Regions from separate parts of the Mus musculus genome. Here all the other regions are linked to region 2. The links are chromatin contacts, called in public Hi-C and HiChIP or PLAC-seq maps. All regions are on one chromosome and are shown on one strand. The core of a region is the stretch at or near the end of the contact, and the rest is flanking DNA. Distances in the headings are between cores, read along the strand shown. Region 1 holds the start of Rfc2 (replication factor C (activator 1) 2). Region 2 overlaps Gtf2ird1 (general transcription factor II I repeat domain-containing 1). Region 3 overlaps Clip2 (CAP-GLY domain containing linker protein 2).

Region 1 (3,683 bases), core at 711-3,210, 220 kb after region 2:
GGCTACATAGTGGGGCCCTATCTTGAAACAACAGAGAGGAGAGAGAGAGAGAGAGAGAGAGAGAGAGAGAGAGAGAGAGAGAGAGAGAGAGAGAGAGAGAGAGAGAGAACATTCTTGTCTCTGTCTCCCATCAATCATTTGCTCAGGGATTCATAAGACACATCTTACCCAAGTTGGGTGCAACTGGTCTCTTGTGGCTCTGTAGATGAAGAGGTCCCAGCGCTGTCAGCAGGGACATGCTCACTGAGGAAATGTCAACAGACCAGAAACCAAAGGAAAGAAAGGCTCAATGATCAGCCACCCACAGCTGAGGTCTTAAAGGTCACCCCACATCCAGGGACATAAAATCCGTCCTCTGTGCCCATCAGTAAAAGTTCTCTCCTTGTTTTCTTATTGCTAAAGAGGGAACACAACAACAAAGCATGACCAGAAGTGGTGGCACAGCCTTTAATTTCAGCATTCCAAGGACAGGGGTGGGGGGATCTCCCCTGGTTCAAGTCCAGCCTGGTTCACACATCCAGGTCAGCCAGGGCTACAGAGACACCTTCTCAACAGCAACAATAACAAAAAGCAAGGAAAGCAATTAAAAAACTGCTAATGTTTAGCCAAAGAGTTCAAATAAAAACCTTTGTGCTTACCAGAGGCACTCCGTGGGATGTGTCTGGGCAGGCAGACTACGAAAATAAGCAGTTTGCTGAGGTTGCTAACGGTAGGGCGAGCCTGCTTGGAAATCACCAGCCTTAAACCTTGAAAATGCCACCTTGGAGAAAACCATTTTTTTTTCCTCGTTGATACTGGTGGAACCCAGGCTTCTGACCCATGCCCTATTATTTCTTTAAGAATCTCATGTACCCCAGGCTGGCATCTGTCTTTCAAGTGCTGAAGCTACAGGTATGTGTCATGTCAGCTTTTTTTGTTGTAGTTGCTTTGTTGAGACAGAGTCTCCCTTTTCTAGTCCCAGAACTCACTCTCCTCCTGCCCGGCTTGTTAGTAGTGTAAGAATGGCAGGTGTGGGACTGGAGAGATGGCTCAGTGGTTAAAAGCACTGACTACTCTTCCAAAGGTCTTGAGTTCAAGTCCCAGCAACAACATGGTGGCTCACAGCCATCCATAATGAGATCTGATGCTCTCTTCTGAGGTGTCTAAAGACAACTACAGTGTACTCACATATGATTAAAAAAAAAAAAAAAAAAAAAAAAAAAAAAGAATGACAGGTGTGTGTTACTTTACCTGGCCAGAAAGTATCTTTAGTTTTGTTATTGTTGTATTTTTTTTGTTTTTTTGTTTAATTTTTGTGATAGCTCTGAAATTTGTGATAGTACATAGCTCTGGCTGGCCTTGAACTTACAAAGATCCATGTGCCTCTGCTCCCAAGTACTGGAATTAAAGACCTGTGCCACCAAACCTGGGCCTAGAAAGCATCTCTTTAAAAATACTTATTTAGCCGGGCGTGGTGGCCCACGCCTTTAATCCCAGTACTTGGGAGGCAGAGGCAGGCGGATTTCTGAGTTCGAAGCCAGCCTGGTCTACAAAGTGAGTTCCAGGACAGCCAGGGCTACACAGAGAAACCCTGTCTCGAAAAACCAAAACCAAAACAAAACAAAAAAAACCTTATTTTAGCCAGGCATTGGTGGCACACACAAGAGATAGAGGCAGGCAGATCTCTGAAATCAAGACCAGCCTGGTCTACACAGTGAGTTTCAGAGCAGTCAAGGGCTACACAGAGAAACCCTGTCTCAAAAAAAATAAAAGTCCATGAAAGTAAAAAGAAATGAAATGATTTTATTTTATCTTATTTAATGTCACAATTAAATAAGATATAATAAAATGTCTCCCCCCCCCCCCCCCCCGCCTCTCAAACGCCAGCTCCTGAGATCACTGCGGCCTCTAGCGGCCAGGGATGGCTACGCGGTGCTCTCTGCGCAGGCGCAGGAAGAGATTCACCGCCTCTATAACGCACTTCCGCTTTCCTCTCGGCGTTGCCCGGAAACCAGGACCCAGACTTCCGTCAAAGCGGCATGGGGCGGGGCCTCGGGTGGCGGGAAGAGCAGCCACCGGAATGGAGGTTCAGGAGAGTGGCTGTGACCCATCCGAGAGTGGGGCGCAGGAGCCCTCGCCTGTCCCCAGCAAGACCGCCGGCCACTACGAGCTGCCGTGGTGAGCCTGCAGCCATAGTAACGCGCGCGTAGACGTGAGGGCGGGCCGAGCTCCAGGAACCCTGGGTTCGACCTGGGTCTAGGGGACAGAGAAGGTGCAGATGTCCCCAGGAGCGCAGATTTCCCCTTTCCTTCTTGAAGCTAGATATTCTGTTTTTCTTTCTTTCTTTTCTTTTCTTTTTCTTTCTTTCTTTCTTTTTTTTTTTGAGATCGTGTCCTGTGTAACCCAAGCTGGACTCGAACTCACTACGTAGCAAAGGATGACTTTGAACGTTGATCCTGGGGTGACAGGGCATGCATTACTTCCGTAAAGCAGTGCTGGGGATGGAACACAGAGCCTCGTGCACGCTAAGCTAGCACTCTACGGACTGAGGCCCATTCACAGCCCTGGGGTTCACTGTGAAGCCCAAGCTGGTCTTGAAGTTTCTGCAGTTCTCCTGCTTCAGCTTCCCAAATACTGGAATGGCAGGTGTAAGCCACCAGGCAAAGGTAGAGATTTTTATTTATGGAAATTGAGGAATATGTGTCTCGAGGTTCATCTAAATGATGCTTAAACGTGACTAATAGGCCCTCATGCAGTGCAATGCTAATGGCTTTTATTTATTTTATGTATATGAGTATACTGTAGCTGTCTTCAGACACACCAGAAGAGGGCATCAGAACCCATCACGGATGGTTGTGAGCCACCACTATGGGAATTGAGCTCAAGGCCTTTGGAAGAGCGGGCAGTGCTCGTCACCGCTGAGCCATCTCTCCAGCCCTGGCCTCATATTTTTTTATTTGTTTAAAAATCTCATCTTAAAAAACTATTAGCTTTAGCCAGGTGGTGGCACACACCTTTGATCCCAGCACTTGGAAGTCAGAGGCAAGTGATTCTCTGAGTTGGAGGCCAGCCAGGGCTACACATAGAAACACTGTTTAACAAAACAAAACTCTGTGTGTGTGTGTGTTTCACTTTTGTTACGGTAGGTCTCACCACCCTAAGCTAGCTGCAGACTTTCTGTATAGTCGAGAATGACGAATTCTGACCCCACTGTGTCTTCTGCCTATGGACAGGGGCTGCAGGTGAATTTTGAGCTTTTAGTTTTTGCATGGAACTTGCTGCCAGACCACATGCTAGCATGGAGCTACCCCAGCACTAGTTTTTCTTTATCAAAAGTAAGGTTTCTGACAGCAGACCACAGAGAGGTTCCTCGGTTCACTGAACTATCTCTCCAGAGCAATGGTTCTCAACTTCCCTAATGCTGTGACCCTTTCATACAGTGCCTCATGTTGGGGTGCCCCCCCAACTATAAAATTTTTATTGCTACTTCATAGCTGCAATTCTGCTGCTGTTATGTTATATGATGTCAATATCTAAGTTTATTGGTGGCCTTATGCATTCCCTGAGGAAGGGTCAGTCAACAGCCCCGGGCGGGGGTGGGGGGTCCTCGACCCACAGGTTGAGAATGCTGGCCTAAAGTGTAAAGTATACTAGAAAAGTATGCAAACTGGAAATATCCCTCAGTGGCAGACCCTTGCCTGGCA
Region 2 (3,689 bases), core at 1,071-3,570:
ACATTCGGTCCATTGAGCGAAGAAGCATAAGGGCAAAGGATGAGGACTGGACTTTTATTAAACAATTTAGTAATTAAAAAAAAAAGAGAGTGCATTGATTGTACTGGTGGTAGTGACGCACACCTTTAATCCCAGCACTCGGGAGACAGAGGCAGGCGGATTTTTGAGTTTGAGGCCAGCCTGGTCTACAGAGTGAGTTCCAGGACAGCCAAGGCTACACAGAGAAACCCTGTCTCAAAAAAACAAAAATAAATAAATAAATAAATAACCACATTTAGAAGCCAGGTGGTGGTGGCGCACACCTTTAATCCCAGCACTTGGGAAGCAGAGGCAGGTGGATCTGTCTTGAGTTCAAGGGCTACACAGAGAGTCTTTGTCTTGAACAACCCCCCCCCGCCCCCCCTACCAGCCCCACCCAAAAAGGAAAGAAAAATCCAAAACAAAACAAAGCAAAACTCACACCTGGTGTGTGTTCCAATTTTCTCTTTCCTTCGTGTGGTCCCTGGGAGCTGACTCAGGTTGTTAGGTTTTTTTGGCAGGAGCCTCCTTCACCCACTAAGGTTCCCTTTTCATCTTCCTTTTGGAGACCCCAGAGCTCACTAGTTCACTTGGAGGCCAGCAAGCTCTGGGGATCCTCCGGTTCCAACCTCCCATTGCCTGGATTATGGGTGTCTACTACCACACTGCACAGCTTTTAACATGGATACTGGGACTCTGAGGTTTTAGATCAACACGTTCACAAAGGAAGGACTCCCCACTGAGCCATCTCCCCAGCCCCAGATGGGGAACTCTGGCCCCTCTTGTCTCCACCTCATGGGCACTGGAATTATAGGTGCTCACCATCACACCCAGCGCTGGGGTGGAACCAATGGCTTTGCGCATGCCGTGCAAGGACTCCGTGGCTTCTCTTGTGGCCACAGTCCCTTGGCAGTCAAGAAAATAACTTCTATCCTTGGATACCACAGCCTGGCACTCAGGAACAGGAGACTCCAGGGTATGGTGGAGCCAGGGCACCTGAGCTGGTGTCTTGTCTGACTCAGTCGCTGGATGGGACCACACCACCTGCTGGGCCACACCACCAAACGTGAACATATAACCAAAGGGGAAAAAAAAGTGACGCTTTTGTTCTTTTTCATTTTCTTTACTTATTTAAAAAGGCCTTGGCGGCAGGAATATAGTGTAAAAATCATTGGAAAAACTAAAAGGCATTGATACATATCCGAATATACTTTGTACATAAATTACATTTTCCTTTAGTCTTTTGAGTTGAGGTCCTGATTCGGCTCTGAGGTCTAATAATCAAGGGGGCCCGGAAGCTGCACGTTTAGTCCGGAATAGTCCACCATGTACACTGGCCACTGCTAGAGAGAGGGGGGGAGGGGACAGAGGGACCACGTTAGGACTCCAGGTGACATGGAGGAACTCCCAGAATAATTAGCACGCTTTCTTTGAGGATGAATTCAAATGGTACTTATTATGCAGCCACTGAGGCCCAGAGAGGGAAAGAGACCTGCCCGAGGTCACACAGGTGGAGCATAGTGATTGTCCCCACCTGTGTTCAATACATGGATTAGACACCATTGAGGGCTGCGTCAGCATGAGCGGAAACCATGGTTCACACAGTCTCACCCCACAGACACTATCTCACCTCCTGGGGTGAAGGGAGGGAGTCAATGATAGAAAAAAATGATAAAAAAAAAACACCCCAAAAACCAACAACAAAACAGCTTTTCTTTCCTTCATTCCTTTTTCTCGAAGCAGTCTCATGTAGCCCAGGCTAGCCTCAAACTTTCTACGTAGCTGAGGCTAACCTTGAACTTTTTGATTCTCCTGACTCTACCTCTCCAGTGTTAGGATCCCAGGCGTGTACCACCAGGTCCAGTTTATATGGAGCTGCAAATAGAACCCAGGGCTTCATGCATGCAAAGCATGTACCCTGCTGACTAAGCCACACCCTCTGCCCCCAGTTTAGCCAGTTTTCTTTGAGACAGTCTCCATATAGCCTCAGAGGGCCTTGAACGCCGATCTTCCCCCTTCTACTACTGGGACTGTGGACGTAAGACACCATACCCTGGGTGGGTTTTGTGTTTGTGTTTGTTTTGTTTTTTTTTTTTTTTACATGAGTTCTTCTGAATCAGGAAAGGGCTAAACAAAGCAATGTAGCCAAAAGATGGAGGTTGAGTTCTGTCACGTGACCTTCCCCCTCTGGCTCCTGCTGACGTCATTTATACACATCGCAGGTGATAGCCACACTTCAAGCACTGCGCTGATTGCGCGGACCCTCCGTCTATCTTGTGGGCAAAACGAGTGGATGTGCCTGCCCCTCTGTGGTTGGCTGAGTCCCTCTCAGAGCCCAGTGCCTCCCAGTTCCTGGAGCTGTGGATGGCCCTGCCCGAGGAAGGGGCAAAGGCCACACAGAATTAGGGTGAAGTTCGGATCCGCGTGACTTTACCACGAGGGAGATCTGGTTGGTGGATGCCACAGACTCTGGGTTAGAGGACGAAGATGAAGAGGAGGAAGAAGAGGAGACTGAGTTGCCTTCAGAGACCCTCTTTCTCTTGCGCTTGGGAATGTTGTCTTTGGCTGGTGGAAGAAACAGTAGCTGAGGGCTGTTAGGGGCCACCCTGTGCTGGCCTCCTGAGCTCCCGGGAGAAAGTCCCGGCTTTTAGATTTTTAGTGTTTTACTCATTTTGATGCCCTAAGAAACCAGGGTTTTGTGTACATTGAGCCACACCCCCACCCCCTGATTGGAGGATTCTAGGCCAGAGCTCTACCACTGAGCCACGCCCCCAGCCCCTGATTGGAGGATTCTAGGCAGGGGCTCTACCACTGAGCCACGCCCCCAGCCCCTCCCTGGGGGATTCTAGGCAGGGGCTCTACCCACCTCTGAGTTACAGCTTTATTCTTTCAATGCCCTGGGCCTAGCATTCTAGGCTCAGTGGCTGAGCCTCACTTGTCTAGTCTTACTTCCTAAGCAGGTCTAAAGGCCAGCTGTCCCACTTCTGGCTTCTATTCATCTACTTGTCTTGCTGATAAAATATTCCTCACCACTTCAACAGGTTCTATTTTCATGGCCTCACCCAGAACATTTAGTTTTCAGTATGGCTGCCAACCCAAGACCTTAAAAAACCCTCAGTATCTGTTCTGCTACCCATTTCCTACCCAAATATTTTGGTTTGGTTTGTTGAGGCAGGTCTCATGTAGCCTAGGCTGGCCTCCACGTCACTGTGCAGCTGAACCTGGCCTTGACTCCTGATCCTCCAGCCTTTTACCTCCTGAGTACTGGGATTATAGGTGTGTGTGCCACTATAGCTGATGCACATTCTCTCCCAACGAATCCACACGCCAGCCTTACCTATGTTTTTAAAAATTATTTACATATATATGGCACATGAATATATATACATATGTATATATATATATGTATGTATTTATGTGTGTGTGTGTATATATAATATATATGTGTGTGTGTGTGTATGTGTGTGTGTGCAGCCAACTTGCAGGAGTGGTTGGCCCTCTCTCCATCATGTGGGTCCCAGGGATTGAACTCAGGTCATCATCAGGCTTAGTAGCAAGCACCTTTATACACTGAACCATGCCAAGGTCCTGCCTGTCTGTGCCTTTTCTTTTCTTTTTTCTTTGAAGGCATTAGACTAGTCCCCATGGGGCTGAAGGCTGGCTTCTACTGT
Region 3 (3,953 bases), core at 655-3,154, 130 kb after region 2:
AGCGTGGGTTCGCGTGCTCGCTGAATACTGAAGCTGTCTGCTCAGTGCCTTCCGGGCAGCAGATGGGAGGTGGGTAACGCATACTAGCTTGGTGTCGAGGACTAAGGAGCCTGTCACCCCCAAATCTTCCCTGACTAGAGGGGCCTAAGCGACCTTGTACCAATGTGTAGGAGGGGCTCAATGCGTGGAGTCAAGCATTCCCTCCCTAGTTTCTGAAGCCCTTCTTGGTGTGTTCTGTGTCCAAGCAGGGGCCCTGCTCCATCCCTCAGGGGCCTGCGGGGGACCTGGGGACACAGAAGGGAAGGGAGGCGGGGAAGTCCCCAGGTGTCCAGACAAGCCGCAGCAGCAGCCTGCTATAGTCAAGAGAGGCCCAACTGGATCGCTTCAGCCTCTGCCAGTTCACGAAGCTCCTTGGGACAAGAGAGGTTCTCCAGGGCTGGGCCCAGCTGTACCGCGCTCTGTGGAAGGCCGTGTCTGTGGGAGCCTCCTGGTCCGGCAGGGGGTTCAGGTGGGACGTGTCCACGTGTCCACGGCAGTGAGGACAATATTGTTACAAACACAGTCACATCTCCAAGGGGACAGTTCTGACTCCTGCCTGAAGGTGGCGCTGCTGGGAAGCCTGGTAGGGCTTCTGGTGTGAGTAGGGTCGGTCCTTGGTGTCCCTTGCGGTCAGTGTTTGTCCTAGAGAGAACAAGGGCTTGGGCATCAAGGGTTAGGAAGAATGAATGGACAGATGAGGGAGGGACAAGGAGGAAGAGAGCTGGGTAGAGGGTACAGCATGCGTCAAGGCCCTGTGGCAGGAAAAGGAATTCTACAAGGAAATCCAAGTATCTCTGTAGAGGATGGCTTTGCATAAGTATGAACTTATACATAAGCCTTGATTGCACATCTGGTAGTAATGTTTCTTACAATGTTGCTGGGCAAACAAACCCTTATGTGGTCTGGACAGCAGTTCCCAGGGCAGTGGTTACTCTGCCATGCCAACCCTGCCCACATCAGCTCCGCCAGCTGCCTGGTCCTTGGCTACCTGGCTAGGAATGGCCTTCAAAGGCCCTTGTTCCCAAGCCTGGCCCTCGTTAAATGCAGAACAGCTGGAAAGCCAAGGGGCAAGCTGTGGTTTTCTTCACTTCAGCCTCTTCTGCCTGGGTCACACAGTTAGCTGGGGACATGGATGTTTCTAGACCAGGTGCTAAGTAAGTCACGGATGTGGACATGGGAGGATGCCGGGGGGGGGGGGGTTGGGGCAGGAGGGGAGAGTTGGGAAACTGGGACACTATGTCTCCCAAAAGCAAGGACTGTGGAAATAGATGGCTTGCCTAGAATCCCCCAGTGAGAGGCTGGGGGCATGGCTCAGTGGTAGAGCCCCTGCCTAAAATCTCCCAGGGAGGGGCTGGGGTGTAGTCAATGCTAAGGCCCTGGGTCCCATTCTCAGAACCACAGGAAAAAAACAAAACAACACTAACAACAAAAACACAGAGAGAGAGAGAGAGAGAGAGAGAGAGAGAGAGAGAGAGAAAGAAAAGAAAGAAAGAAAGAAAGAAAGAGAGAAAGAAAGAAAGAAAGAAAGAAAGAAAGAAAGAAAGAAAGAAAGAAAAGCAAGCAGGACTATTCCTGGATGGGATATACCAGTGCTAGAATCTTCCTAAGCAAACAAGCGAGCTGGGACAGGACAGACACACACAAAGCATTCTTGTTCCTTTGTATACTTAGTGACTTCCGGGGGATTTTTTTTTTTCAGAGGCTGCCGGCTTGGGTGACTTAGAGACTGCTGGCGCACTTACCTCCTGTTTGTGGGCCTTGTCTGGCTGGTGAATACCGTTGGCAGAACCGGAATTGCTGATGGTCTGTGAGGGGAGGAGAGTGGGGGAGCTACTGAGCAGGCGGCCAGGATGCAATTCCACACATAACCACAAGGGGGAGGGATCTTCCGGATGGGACCAGCAGACTTGAAACCAAAGTCCTTTAGACTGGGTCTCCCAGGGCAGCAATTCCTTTTCAGACTGGGGTTTCAAGGACGGGGACACCCTCCTTCAGACTGGGGTCCCCAGGATAGAGCCACCTCCCGTTTGGGTCTGGGGCTCCCGAGGCTACAGCCCCGTGTGCTCACCTGAGTCCTGTCTGAGCAGCCCCTCAGGGCCTCCACCAGCCTCTCCACCTGCTGGGCCTGGTTCAGCGCATCCCGCAGGGCGTCTTCCGTGCTCACCAACTGATGCTGCAGTTTCAGCAGCTCGGGTGGTGAAGCTGGGTCAATGAGGGAGTAGCGTCTCTGCTCTGATAGGGACTTCTCCTTGTCCTGGAAGGGTGGAGGTGTGGAAGTGTGACCTGCCCCTGTGGGTGCTAACGAAACGGATCAGGCCCCGCCTGCTTTCTAAGTGGAGCTTGTGCCTCACAAGGACCTCCCTCCCCCAGAGTTCACTTTCCAACTTCTTCAAGCCCTAGAACCTAAGACCCACCACTCCATCCTTACTGCAGCCCTTCTGTTCTAACCCAGAGTCAACTGGTACCCACTATTTTTCTCTTCCAAGTCCATGTGACACCCCCCTCCCCCAACTGAGCCTGGCTCCTTACAAGTGTCTCCTCTCTCCTCCACCACAATGGTTAGAGTCCACACACCCCACTCTGGTCTCCAACCAAAGCATTCCAAGACACTCGTGTCGGGCCCCGTCTCCTTAATGCTCAGCCCAGCCTGGGCCTTTAGGCCAAGCTCAGAGTTTCTGTGCAGATCTCCCTGATTCTCAGGGCCCCATACTCTTCACATATCTTTTGTTTTGTTTTGTTTTTTGAGACAGGTTTCTCTGTGTAGCCTTGGCTGTCCTAGAACTCACTCTGTAGACCAGGCTGTCCTCAAACTCAGAAATCCACCTGCCTCTGCCTCCCAAGTGCTGGGATTAAAGGCATGCGCCATCACGCCCAGCGCTTTTTCATGTATCTTCTAGCTTTCCACTATGCTTTTCCAAGTGCGGGGCTGGTCTACCAGCACAGAGCTCCAGGTAAAAATCTGAGCTTCCCTTTACCTGTGCCCAACACTTCTGGGAAATCTGCCTTGTCTTTGTCTCCTTCTGTGGCACAGAGTCATAGAGGCCACAAGTACCCTGTGGTGCACATGTGAGCTGGCATTTAACCAGCCAGACACAAAACACTGGCAGAGCAGCTAGGCCTGATAACCCCATACCTAGGAGCAGATATGAAACCAGATGGGTCCCATATGGCTTAAAAAGCTCTGTTTCAGATACAGAGTCTGATGTAGCCCAGGCTAGCATAGAACTTGCTATGTAGCTGAGGATAGCCTTGAACATCTGATCTTCCTACATCCACATCCCCGGTGCTGAGATTACAGGCACAGGACACTACATCTGATTTTACGTAGTGCTGGGGACAGAACCCAGGGCTCTACTCACACAGTCTATCAATTGAGTCACCTCCTCTCAGCTCTCTAAGCATCCTTTATTATTCCACCTTCGCCTAACCCATGGATCCCTCCAGGGCCAGAAACAACACATCTAACCCCCAAGCCCCAAAGTGTGGGGGTAAAAAGAGGCCCATTCTCTTTGATCCACCCAATCCATATGCCAGAGGTGGCCAGAGACGGCTGGAACATCGGGCTGTAAATGTGAAACAGAAAGGAAAGAGGTGGGACCAGCTCTGTCCTACGCTGCCAATAAGTCCATTCTCACTCACTCACTGCAACTCAGCTCAAAGTCCAGTAGTTTCCACCGGAGAAGGCGCTTCAGGGCCCTGAGTTGAACCTCTCGCCTCTCTACTGACAGAACCCCACACGCTACTTAACAAGGAGCCCAGACCCTGGTTTCTGGTTAGATAACTAACCTGGTTTCTGGTTAGATACTCCCTGCATGTATTTTTTAATCCTCTATGCATGACTGGCTCTGGACAGAGCAGACTCTTTCATGTAGGGACATCTCTGGTGACGATGTCTAAAAAGGGGCTATGGCCCT

The links. Hi-C and Micro-C count contacts between places; a contact is called where the count stands out from the background. HiChIP or PLAC-seq counts read pairs in DNA pulled down with a chosen protein or histone mark.
Region 1: a contact with region 2 is called in a Hi-C map of embryonic stem cells, with 2.1 times the contacts expected there. The contact joins the promoter of Rfc2 here to the enhancer-like site in region 2. A contact is called at or near these places in 9 of 39 promoter capture datasets (the C10 cell line, cranial neural crest, embryonic stem cells and 4 more), 5 of 484 Hi-C or Micro-C datasets (cortical glia, cortical neurons, embryonic stem cells and 1 more), 4 of 115 datasets of contacts at active chromatin or transcription factors (effector CD8 T cells, embryonic stem cells, pancreatic cancer cells and 1 more) and 4 of 9 other capture datasets (adipose tissue, embryonic stem cells, liver and 1 more).
Region 3: an H3K27ac HiChIP or PLAC-seq map of embryonic stem cells shows a contact between it and region 2, with 5 read pairs. The contact joins two enhancer-like sites. A contact is called at or near these places in 3 of 15 datasets of contacts at CTCF or cohesin (CD8 T cells, embryonic stem cells and large pre-B cells), 17 of 484 Hi-C or Micro-C datasets (the HL-1 cell line, bone marrow-derived macrophages, double positive thymocytes and 5 more), 12 of 115 datasets of contacts at active chromatin or transcription factors (the HPC-7 cell line, embryonic basal ganglia, embryonic stem cells and 4 more) and 4 of 9 other capture datasets (adipose tissue, embryonic stem cells, liver and 1 more).

Annotation. Positions count from the first base shown.
Region 1 is chr5:134,580,730-134,584,412 of GRCm38.p6, forward strand. It overlaps Rfc2 (replication factor C (activator 1) 2), which reads left to right and starts at 1,961. Exons shown (of 11, transcript NM_020022.2): 1 at 1,961-2,157. The coding sequence starts at 2,060.
Region 2 is chr5:134,356,536-134,360,224 of GRCm38.p6, forward strand. Gtf2ird1 (general transcription factor II I repeat domain-containing 1) reads right to left here. Exons shown (of 30, transcript NM_001081464.2): 29 at 2,453-2,583; 30 at 1,126-1,361. The coding sequence ends at 1,293. Among named protein-coding and RNA genes, the nearest start is that of Gm46925, 9.9 kb to the left of the region's middle. Within about 2 kb of position 2,321, at least 9 of the 459 cell types and tissues checked have an H3K27ac peak or open chromatin away from gene starts, as enhancers often do. A contact at or near this core is called in embryonic stem cells, where this site is marked.
Region 3 is chr5:134,490,112-134,494,064 of GRCm38.p6, forward strand. Clip2 (CAP-GLY domain containing linker protein 2) reads right to left here. Exons shown (of 17, transcript NM_009990.3): 15 at 2,108-2,293; 16 at 1,782-1,844; 17 at 1-681. The coding sequence ends at 670. Among named protein-coding and RNA genes, the nearest start is that of Gtf2ird1, 35 kb to the left of the region's middle. Within about 2 kb of position 1,905, at least 169 of the 459 cell types and tissues checked have an H3K27ac peak or open chromatin away from gene starts, as enhancers often do. A contact at or near this core is called in embryonic stem cells, where this site is marked.